2 separate regions of the Ovis aries genome follow, and region 2 is linked to region 1. A link is a contact called in public Hi-C data. All regions are on one chromosome and are shown on one strand. Each heading gives the region's core, a stretch centred on a gene start, on an enhancer-like site or on the middle of the called end of the contact. The rest is flanking DNA. Distances are from core to core; before and after follow the strand shown. Region 1 has its middle 3.0 kb from the start of CASQ2. Region 2 holds the start of SLC22A15 (solute carrier family 22 member 15).

Region 1 (5,057 bases), core at 1,614-4,113:
GGGACTTGACGTTCTGCGCCTGCCTTCCCCTGGCTGGCCGCTGCGCCGTGTCCCCCATGGCTCTGCCTGTCACTGAGCAAGGGGTCTAGGGTCACCCTTTCTCCGTGGAAAGAGCTCCAGAGACCCCAGCCCGCCAGGGTCACAGTTGTTCTCCTTCTGCCCCTGCTCATGGCTTAACGTTGCTGACACCAGGAGGTCCTGCCCCATTATAAAATTAAATATAGTAAAAGTTCAACTATCTTCCTCAGAAACCTTCTTAGGCTTTTCACTATCATCCCTGTCATCTTCTTTTCTAACATTAACCCCCAATGTATCATTTTTGCCCCTTTCCTCTCCATTGGGACAGACTGCTGTAGAGAGTCCAGAAGCCAGATAGGTCGGAGTTCAAATCCAGGCTCTGCTTTTCAATGGCTGAATGGACTTTGGAGGGTCACTTACCCTCTCTCTGATTCGCCATCCATCACCTCCACCCCTGCTCCTTGTAAAGTGGGGATAATTATAACTAGATTGTAAGGCTTGGAACACAGAGATGGAAAAACATGGTGCGAAGCAGTTACTCAAACACAGCAGCTGTTATATTATTCCATTCTTCTTGGAGATGGTGGAACATAGGTTATTATCAGAATTACTTGTCAGTTTCTAAAAGTAATTGTTTGTGAACCCTTTTCTGTCTGCCTTCTTCTTGAATCCATCAGGCATTTGGGGCAGATGTGATTAAAAGGTCATTGCACAGAGGAGCTAACTGAGCTTCAGGGAGCTCAGCACCTAGTCAGAGATCATGTTACCGACTACCTGTTGGTAGAGGGTAGGCAGAGAGTTCAGTGCTACCCTGGAGCCCAGTACTCCTGGGTGCTTTCACTCTGATGGGGTAATTCCCCCACAGACACCTCTTTTCTTAAAAGACTCCATCTTTTCTTGTCAAACAACAGTCCACTCTTGTCTTTCCACTCTTCAGAGTGGTCTATGGCTCTCATGATTTAGGCCGAGTTTTTGTCTTCTTTGGTTGGAGAATCAGCTTTGGAAATAGCAAGGACTCTGTCCCATACAAACTTTGCAGGGGACAGAAGGTAAAAAGAAAGTAAAAAAAAAAAAAGAAAGAAAGTCAGTGGCCTACAGGACTGGAAGCAGTCCTCTCTACTGCAGCCAGAGGGCCTGATGCTAAGGGGCAGGCCAATGGGAGTTTCTTCAGAACACTTTCACATCCAGGAAGCCAGGACCTTGGGGAAGCCAGGACCTTGGGGAACCCACCACTGAAATCCATGACAGCATTCAGTTCTTTTTGATGGTCACTTTGCTAGGCTTTTAAAGATAGAGTCAAGAATAGCCATTCTAAGATGTGGTTAGCTTTTCAGATCATTGGCAAGCATGCAAGATCTCTGCTTTCTTTAGAAAATTTAGGGGGAAAAAAAGATTGTCGCGTGAAACAGTGTATGTCTTGTCTTTTCCAGGTCAGCTTCCCAAAACTGTTCCCAGTTGTCTCAATCTCATCGACTTATCTTTATTTAGAATTTGCTCCACTTTTCTTAATATATGTTTTTTTTTTAATGTTACCAAAAAACTGGGAGATGTTTAAAGTCAGAGTGTGAATTTTGCACTGACTTATAACTGATGAGAAGTACCAAGGCAAAGGGATAAGTATTAAAAATTCAGCTTAGCCCTCAAGTCTGTCTTATGACCAACTGTGTATCAATAGAAAAAAAGCCCCAGTGTGGCAAGTTCCTGTCCCTAAATCCCAGCTCTGTTTGGGGCCTCAAAGCCCAGCCTGAGGATGGCTCAGCCACTGACACCTGTTGTGGTGATCGTTTCCCACTGCCCACCCACACCTAGACGTGGAGGCCAAAATGTGTGTCTCACTCTGGATGGGTTAAGTTTGCCTGGTTGAACCCTTTCTATGTCCCAGCCATCTTTTCTCGGTGTCTTCTATTGTTTTCATTTTTCTTTTGCCTTCTTGCTTGCCAACTCTAATGTATTTATTTTGTAAACAAGGGGTGCTTCTGACATGTCTGAGTCAACTTGGCATCTGGTAGGTTAACTTTCCATTCCAGTTTTCACAGCTACCCAAGTCAGAGTGTCACGTACACATGCCCAGTTTATGTGACTATGCTGAAGTGTTCGAGTGTCTTTATGTGCCATTAGCAGGTATTTGTGGTCTTTGTTTTTAAACAGGAAAGGATAAAACTAAGTACACAAATCAATATAAATGTATTGTCACAGAATATGATGTAGGCCGCTTGTTTTTGCTGGCAGTTTCCAGTTCCTCACGCTGAGTGGCCTCTCCCTAGAGTCCCTTACTCTAACCTCACCCCTTTCGTTTGTTTGCCCTTGACAGGTGGCAGGACAGTTTTGCACGTATTATTTAACTGGATCTTCACCATAGCTCACTTTACAGATGAATCAGGATTTGAAGCCACGATCTTTCATGTATTAAGTCAACGGTAATAGAATTTCATGGGGCATCTCTCATGTACCAGACACTCTTCTGGGTAGTGGAGTGGGGCACGGTGTTCATCTGAACTCACTGAGTTTACAGCCGAGAGGGGAGACAATACATAATCAGCGTATGTATGAGGTGTGTGTGTGTGTGTGTGTGTGTGTGTGTGTGCGCGCGCGCGCACGCGTAAAATTGGACTTCAAACAGAGGCATGTGCTCTAAAGATCAGCTGACGACAAGGGAGAGACTGTAACTGTGTAGGAGGTGGCCCGTTTGGACTGAGGGTGAAGGAAGGTATCTCCAAGGAGGGAACTTAGGAGCAGCAGGGAGGGGAGAAGCAGCGCGCAAGCTTCTCCCAGGGAGAAGCGGCAAGCGCCTCCGCGCTGAGACCTACGGGCATTCCACCACTAGGGGGCGCGGCATCCCCCGCCTCCGTCCTGTGAAAGCATCCGATTTCACTCTGGACTTCTTGGTCAGTATATGGGCTCACACCTACACGGCAGGGTCCACAGGACGGGCAACCTATCTGAATGACTGGGAGGCAGCTCAGAAAGAGCTGAGGCTCCGAAGTCAGGAGACCTTGGTCTGGAAGGGCCCAGCCCGGTTGTGCGACCTTGGTGAATCTCCTCACCTCTCGATCCTCGCATTTCTAATTTGTGGAAAAGAGGGTCAGATCCACTGGTCTCCCACGGACCCTTTCTGGCTCTAAAAATCTAGAATTTGTTCCGGCCGTACAGCATTTTCTTTTCCCAGAAGAGACTTTGGCACAGGCCATAGGTTTGAGGACGCTTGTTGACTGTTAAGCTGCGGAGAAGGATTTGATGGGCGTGTCTCTTACAAGTCAGAGCTTGCCTCTCCCCTAAGGCGAGAGATCTAGGACTTTCCTGCCTCCAAAGGCCCCTTCTTTGGCTAAAATGCTCCACCTAGTGGGCAAGGCGGAGTATGGCATCTTTGTTTCTTTGAGCCCGTTCCTCCCTCCTCTTTGGCTGGGTTACTGGCGGGGGCAGTTAGCCTGCTGGCCTGGAAGGCAAAATCCCAGAAATGCCTTAGTCTACAGCCCTGTGCTCCACGGCCTCAGGCTTCCTCTGATCAAATCTGAGCAGTGCTGTTAGCAACCCCAAGACCCTCCTTTTCCTCTTGACTCTGAATATCAGGCTCCCCAGCACCAGAAAACTTCTTAATAAAACCGAACAGAAAAGATCAATGCTTGGATGAAAAAGAGCTAGGCTGTGTAACAGTGCACGTTTTAACAAACTTCACTTCCTCAGGGAGACCCCTAAGTGTAGACCAGAGGCTAACTTTCACTCCCTTGTACCATGCTTCTCGGAACCACCCCTTCCACTGGGGATTCTTTCTCTGCAGAGAGACTAAGCCTGCTAGGAGCCAGGACAGCATCTGTTCAAAGTATTCCTTGAAACCTGTCTTGCCAATAGTAGTTCTCATTAAATATTTGTTAAATAAATGTGAAGCACTTACTTTGTACCAGGTCTTATTTTAAGTGCTTTACAAATTTTAACTTTTTCTTTTTTTTCATAGTTTGGCTGTGCTGGACCTTTGTTCCTGCGTGCAAGCTTTCTCTAGTTGAGGCATGTGAACTTGGTTGCCCCTCAGCAGGTAGAATCTTAATTCCCAAGACTAGGGATGGAACCTGAGTCCCCTGCTTTTGAAGGCAGATTCTCAAGCACTGGACTGCCAGGAATGTCCTTAGCTGTTCTTAAAAACCCTATAGTATAACACAGGGAACTCAACCCAGTGCTGTGACAACCTTGAGGAGTGGGATGGGGTCGGGGGTGGGAGGGAGGTTCAAGAGCAAGGGACATATGTATACTTATGGCTGATTCATATTGTGTATAGCAGAAACCAACACAACCTTGTAAAAGCAATTACCCTCCAATTTAAAATAAATTTGGAGAAGGAAATGGCAACCCACTCCAGTATTCCTGCCTGGGAAATCCCATGGAAGGAGGAGCCTGGGGGGCTACAGTCTGTGGGGTTGCAAAAGACTTGGACACGACTGAGCAACTGAGCAATTAAAATATATTGAAAAAAAAAAAAAAACCCTATGAGGCTGATAGTTTCAGTATTGCTAGATAAGTAAGCCAAGGCACAGAGAGATTAACTAACTTGCACAGGGTTAGGTCACTAGTGACGGCAGAGCTGGGATTTGAACCCAGAAGGTGGATTTTGTGCTCCATTTCTGTCTTCTCTGCCACTTGGAACCACAGCTAGATGCCTCTTACAGAGGGCTCCTGATGTCACTTCGACGAGCCAGGAATCACTTCAGAAACAACAAATGGCTCTCCACAACGTGACCTGGGGATAGGTTCTGAGTTTTGGCCCTACCCTGAGGCACCTCCTGTTCTTTGTGCATAGGAAGAAAAGCAAGAAGGGGACTAATGTTTCAGTGCTTGTGGTGAGCCAGTCATTGGGCTCATTACATTTTCTACATCATCTCATTTAAAATTCTATCAAGCTGAGTGCTCTTCCTTCCATTTAACAGTTGAGGAAACTGAGATTCAAGATCAAGTAAGTAGTCTCCCGAATTAGTACAGCTTGTAAGTAGCAGAGACGGGATCTGGACCCTGTTCTTTCTGACTTGTCCGACCCCAGGCTGTTCTGCATAAGG
Region 2 (5,057 bases), core at 1,379-3,878, 170 kb after region 1:
TCCAGTATTCTTGCCTGGTAAATCCCATGGACAGAGGAGCCTGGTGGGCTACAGTCCATGGGGTTACATAGAGTCAAATTCATAGCAAATAGCCAGGTTAAATACAGGTAAATTTTCCTACTGAATTAAATGATTAAATAATTCTGGGGGTGGGCTTGTTGAATACTGTTTCATTACTACATTGAAAGGACATATAGTCCTCTTCTTGCTTTCTTATTATTTCTAAATACAAGGATTTTCTAAATCCTTAACAATAGAAGTTAACACGAACACTTCACATTAGTCTTCTTTATCAGTGTTCTGGCACCACAGTAGTCACTTATTGAGTCACCTAACAAAGTTTTCCAAAACATAACATTTTATGTCTCCTATGTTTTCTCAGATAAAGCATTCTTGGAATCTCGGGTAGTTTAAAAAGAGAATAGATATATTAAATAACTATCAACATGGTAGAACAGTATTTCAGTTCTGTAGATATTATAATGTTGAGTAACTACTAAAATAATAACAATAACTGTGCCATCTGTAGCTCCCAAAAGTAGCAGAAAGAGAGAAGGATCATAAAAAAACTGTCTTTAAGACTCTAATAGATGGCCAGGAAGTAAAAAAGAAAGAAGATGGTAAATATAAAACAGGAAATAGTAGAAATGAGTTCAAATCTATCATTCAGGATAAATATACATAGATTTAACTTACCTGTTAAAAGACCAAGATTACAAAATTGTATAAACAAACAAATTTAAAAAGCTTTCCTTTCATAAACATGTCTAGAATATAACAAAACTGAAAATATGAAATAAATAAAAGGATTACAAGGAAAATAACAAAAATCTGACATAGCAATATTAACACTAAACAAAACAAAACTTAAGACAAAAAGCTTTAAAAGTAAAAAGAGGTATTGTATCATGCTTTAAGGGGAATGATTCAATTGGTACTTTTATAAACTTTCACAAATAAAAAGACAACTTGATAAAAACTCAAAAATGATAATCTCTAGGTCACAAGAAAATTCAAACGATTTCCAAGATTTCAGATCTTCATACACAAAGCACTTAAATTAGTAATCAACAGTAAAAAGATGGTTAAAAAAGAGCAACAACCTTTAATTGGAAACTAAAGAAATATGAACTAACAAACAGCTCATCGGTTAGAGAGGACATTACAATGTCATGGAATATTTAAAACTAAAGACAATGAAAGCACCGCATGACAAAGTTGTGGGATAGAGCAAAGCAGTACCAAGGGAGAAATGCTTAAGTCTTATATATAATTATTCCTATAAAAGGAAAATTGAAAGCAAAAACCTAAACTTTCAAGTCACATAGGTAGTAAAAGAATTACAGACTAGCAAAAATAAGTAAAAAAATTAATTCATATAATCCATAAAACAAAGACATAAATTTTTTTTTAAATCACAAAAACTGGTTCTTCAGAAAATAGTAAAGTAGACAAACTTCTAGCAAGACTCATAAGAAAAGGACAATAAAAATGAGTAATAAAAAAAGGGGCATAAATACAGCTAGAGCACAATTAAAAACCCTATGAAAACAAGATGAACAAGTTTATTCCAAAAAAATAGAAAAAGTGGATAAAACAGTAACACTTCTAGAAGAAACTAAAAGTGATTCAAAAGCAAAAGTCCAAAACATATGTGACAAAAATCTCTCTATCCACCTCTGTAATAAAGAGGCTCCCCCTTCGAAACAAGCCAAGCCTAGATGGCTTGAAGTTTTACCAAACACTTGCAACTCATTTTACTAGGCTATAATAATCTTCCAGCCAAACCTAGACAAGAACAGTAACAAGAAAATTATAAGCCTATCTCACTCTCTTATGTGTAAAATTCTAGATAGAGCATTAGCTAGTCACCTTTTCTGTTCAATATCATATTGGGTGGCATGGCCTGCAGAGTGGAATACTATGCAGTTGTTAAAACCAACCTAGGGAGGTGGAGAAATGAGGGGACTTAAACCAGGTGACCAGTGTCTCTAGGTCCTGTTGCATTTTTCTCCATTGCCAGCCTTTCAAACTGCTGTTTATCCTTCAAACATTTTAGCAGCCATCACGTCCTGTCCCACAAATTAACCTTTCATATTTTTTACCTCGTGTCTATTTACATAACCAAATGTATCTCAGGCTTTTGCAAGAATTTGGTTACCTGTGGCCTGACCACATAGCTAGCAGGGAGCAGGAGGAAAGAAATGTTAAACAGCACTCTTCTCCGAAGGATCTAGAAACCATTTCCACTTCCTGTATTTAACCGATTTGTACAAAAGGACAAATTTTACCACCGGTCACCGGGTCTCCCAACCGTCATTGCGCCCCACAGCCCCCGAAGCGGGCGGCGGGCAGGCCGTGGCTTAGACGAGAAGGCTGCCCTTCACCTTATTTCTCCATCAGAGAGGATGCCTACACCGGAACCCACTTCCTCTTTCCTCTCGTTCTAAGCCGTCTTAAGCTGCGTTTTAACCCACCCTCTCAGAAGGAGATCTTGAACGGAAAGCCCAGAGGCCCGGGAACCCGGCATCCCGCCCCAGACTCGCGAGCTCACGCGGCCCTGGGCCCCGCCCGCGCCAACGCGCCGCCCGCGCGCCCCGCCCTGCCCGCGCTCTCACGCCGCTCCTCGCTCCCCGCTGGCTGGGCCGGGCGGGTGCCCAGCGCACCGGGCCGGCCGGGGAAGGCCACGCCGGGCCACGCCGGGCCACGCCGGGGCGGGGGTAGCGGAGGGCGGGCCGGGGCCGGGGCCGCGGCCGGGCTCCAGCTGGGTGCTGGGCGGGGGCCGAACGCTCGGCCCGCCATGGAGGTGGAGGAGGCGTTCCAGGCGGTGGGCGAGATGGGCATCTACCAGATGTACCTGTGCTTCCTGCTGGCCGTGCTGCTGCAGGTGAGTCTCCCGCAGCTCCCACCGCTCCCTCTTCCTGGACACCCAGCTTGGGGCGAGGCGTACCCCTCTCCCCCCGCCCGGCGATTCCCCAAAGCCCGGCCCGGATGCCAGGGGTCAAACCCCCAGGTGTGGCGAGCCTCCCCCGCCTCCACCTCCACCCCGCGCGAGGGCGGCTGTGGGCTAGGCGCCACGCTTTGGCCTGCGCCCGCGAAAGCCAAGGTCGCTGGCCGGCCTGTCAAGCTTTGTCCCCGCCCAAGCCTCGGATCCTCGCCCCATAGGCGCCCTGCTCCCTTCACCTGGAGCAGGGAAGGAATCTGTGGGGAATGAATACTTAATCTGGCGAGCTGGTTAGTAAGAGATGCAAAATCCCCTTGTTAGCTGGAATACGCTGTGACTATGGAAAGGGAATTTCTAACCTGTGGCGCTGTCCCCTTGAAATTTTGAACTGAGAGGGCCCTGATCATCCGCTAACCAAAGTGCCCATCCTTTAGCTCTGGTGTCGACTTACTATCTTTTCCTAGATTTGAGGGGGCTTCCTGTTCCAGGGGCTTTCAATGCTTCCGGTTTCTTTCTTTCTGGTTTAAGTTCTGCTGGGTCATTCTGCCCAGAGCCACTTTGGGCTTGAGACTATTTTAAGTCCATAGTACCATCTACAGCGGGTGGTGTAAGAGGGAATCAGTTCTTCATGGTATAGAATTCTTCCAGACTGCCTGCACACCACATCCTAGAAATGTGAGTTCTGTATGCTCAAGGTCACTACAAATACACTTTGCCATGCAAAAGTTACTCTTTCTTTGCTTTTTAGAATGGCCCATTTGACATTAATTACTACTCTTATTCTAGTGGCATTTTATTCATAGATCCCTTTTAGTATCTACTATGAGTTGGCCATTTTAGTTTTTCCTTCATTCACCATATAGTGAGTGCCTGCTGTATGCTTAGCAGGGGCTGCAATGTTTATAAATCGAAGTCTCTTTCCTGTGAACTTTGCATTCTTGTGGCCTTGGGGTGAAGCAGTGTGTGCTAAGTTGCTTCAGTCGCGTCCCACTCTTTGCAGCCAGACACCTCTGTCCATGAGAGTTTCTTGGCAAGAATACTGGAGTGGGTTCCCATGTCCTCATCCAGGGCATCTTCCCCACCCAGAGATTGAACCCTCTTCTTTCATGTCTCCCACAGAAAGCAGGAAGTTAAATAATTGCAATTAACCTGTGATGGTTAATTGAATTAGTTATTCTGAGCTAAGGACAGGGTGGTCATGGATATAAGTACCAATCCACCAGTTGCTTAAACTTTGCGTAAGTCAACTGCTCAACAGGACGATTGGGAGGGTTAGAAGTGAGGATTGACTAAGTGATTCTCTTTTCCACTAAAATGTTTGAAATTTCAGTTGATTTCATCATCTGGCAGTAGAACCATCTGAATGATGCTCTCATAGATTAAGTCAGTTCTTTCTCCCGCAAAACAAGTTCTCAGTTCACAAATATGCAATTTTCTGAAGTTCCTTTAAGTGTGTTGTTTTAGCTTTAAATGCAGTTTACTGTGGAGAAAAAGTGTTTGTGCTCAATCATAAAAGAGTATTTAATGCCAACAACAGAATTGTAAGCATGATGCCTGATGGGTGCTTATTGGGTTGGCCAAAAAGCTTGTTCAGGTTTTTCATAACATCTTACGGGAAAACCCAGTATAATATTTTCTCTTTGAGAAAATTCTTTTCCTATTCTAACCAAGAATTTCAGGAACATGACTCCCTCTCTGAGTAACCTTACGTCCCCATCCCTGCACTCTACCTCCTATGTCATTATCTTCTCACCTGACTAGCCAGGTATTCAGTGACCTTGAATAACTTTGTCTTGAGTGGAGTGTGGCACTAAAAAGGCCACTGTTGCCTGTGTTCAGGACCTGTTAAATTTCCACCACTTACCTTTTTTGGGGGGATTCCCTGGTGGCTCAGATGTTAAAGAGTCTGCCTGCAATGCAGGAGACCTGGATTCGATCCCTGGGTGGAGAAGATCCCCTGGAGAAGGAAATGGCAACCCACTCTAGTATTCTTGCCTGGAAAAACCCATGGACAGAGGAGCCTTGCAGGCCACAGTACATGGGGCTTGCAAGAGTCAGACACGACTGAGCAACTTCACTTTATCCTTTTTTTTAATGGTTGACCCAGGTGGTT

What was found. A called contact is a pair of places that touch in the nucleus more often than the background predicts.
Region 2: a contact with region 1 is called in a Hi-C map of skin fibroblasts, with 2.4 times the contacts expected there. The contact joins the promoter of SLC22A15 here to the enhancer-like site in region 1. A contact is called at or near these places in 2 of 16 Hi-C or Micro-C datasets (mixed tissues and skin fibroblasts).

What each region holds. Positions count from the first base shown.
Region 1 is chr1:93,109,513-93,114,569 of ARS-UI_Ramb_v3.0, forward strand. No RefSeq gene overlaps it. Among named protein-coding and RNA genes, the nearest start is that of CASQ2, 3.0 kb to the left of the region's middle. Within about 2 kb of position 2,864, at least 23 of the 54 cell types and tissues checked have an H3K27ac peak or open chromatin away from gene starts, as enhancers often do.
Region 2 is chr1:93,283,378-93,288,434 of ARS-UI_Ramb_v3.0, forward strand. SLC22A15 (solute carrier family 22 member 15) reads left to right here and starts at 2,629. Exons shown (of 13, transcript XR_009597154.1): 1 at 2,629-2,887.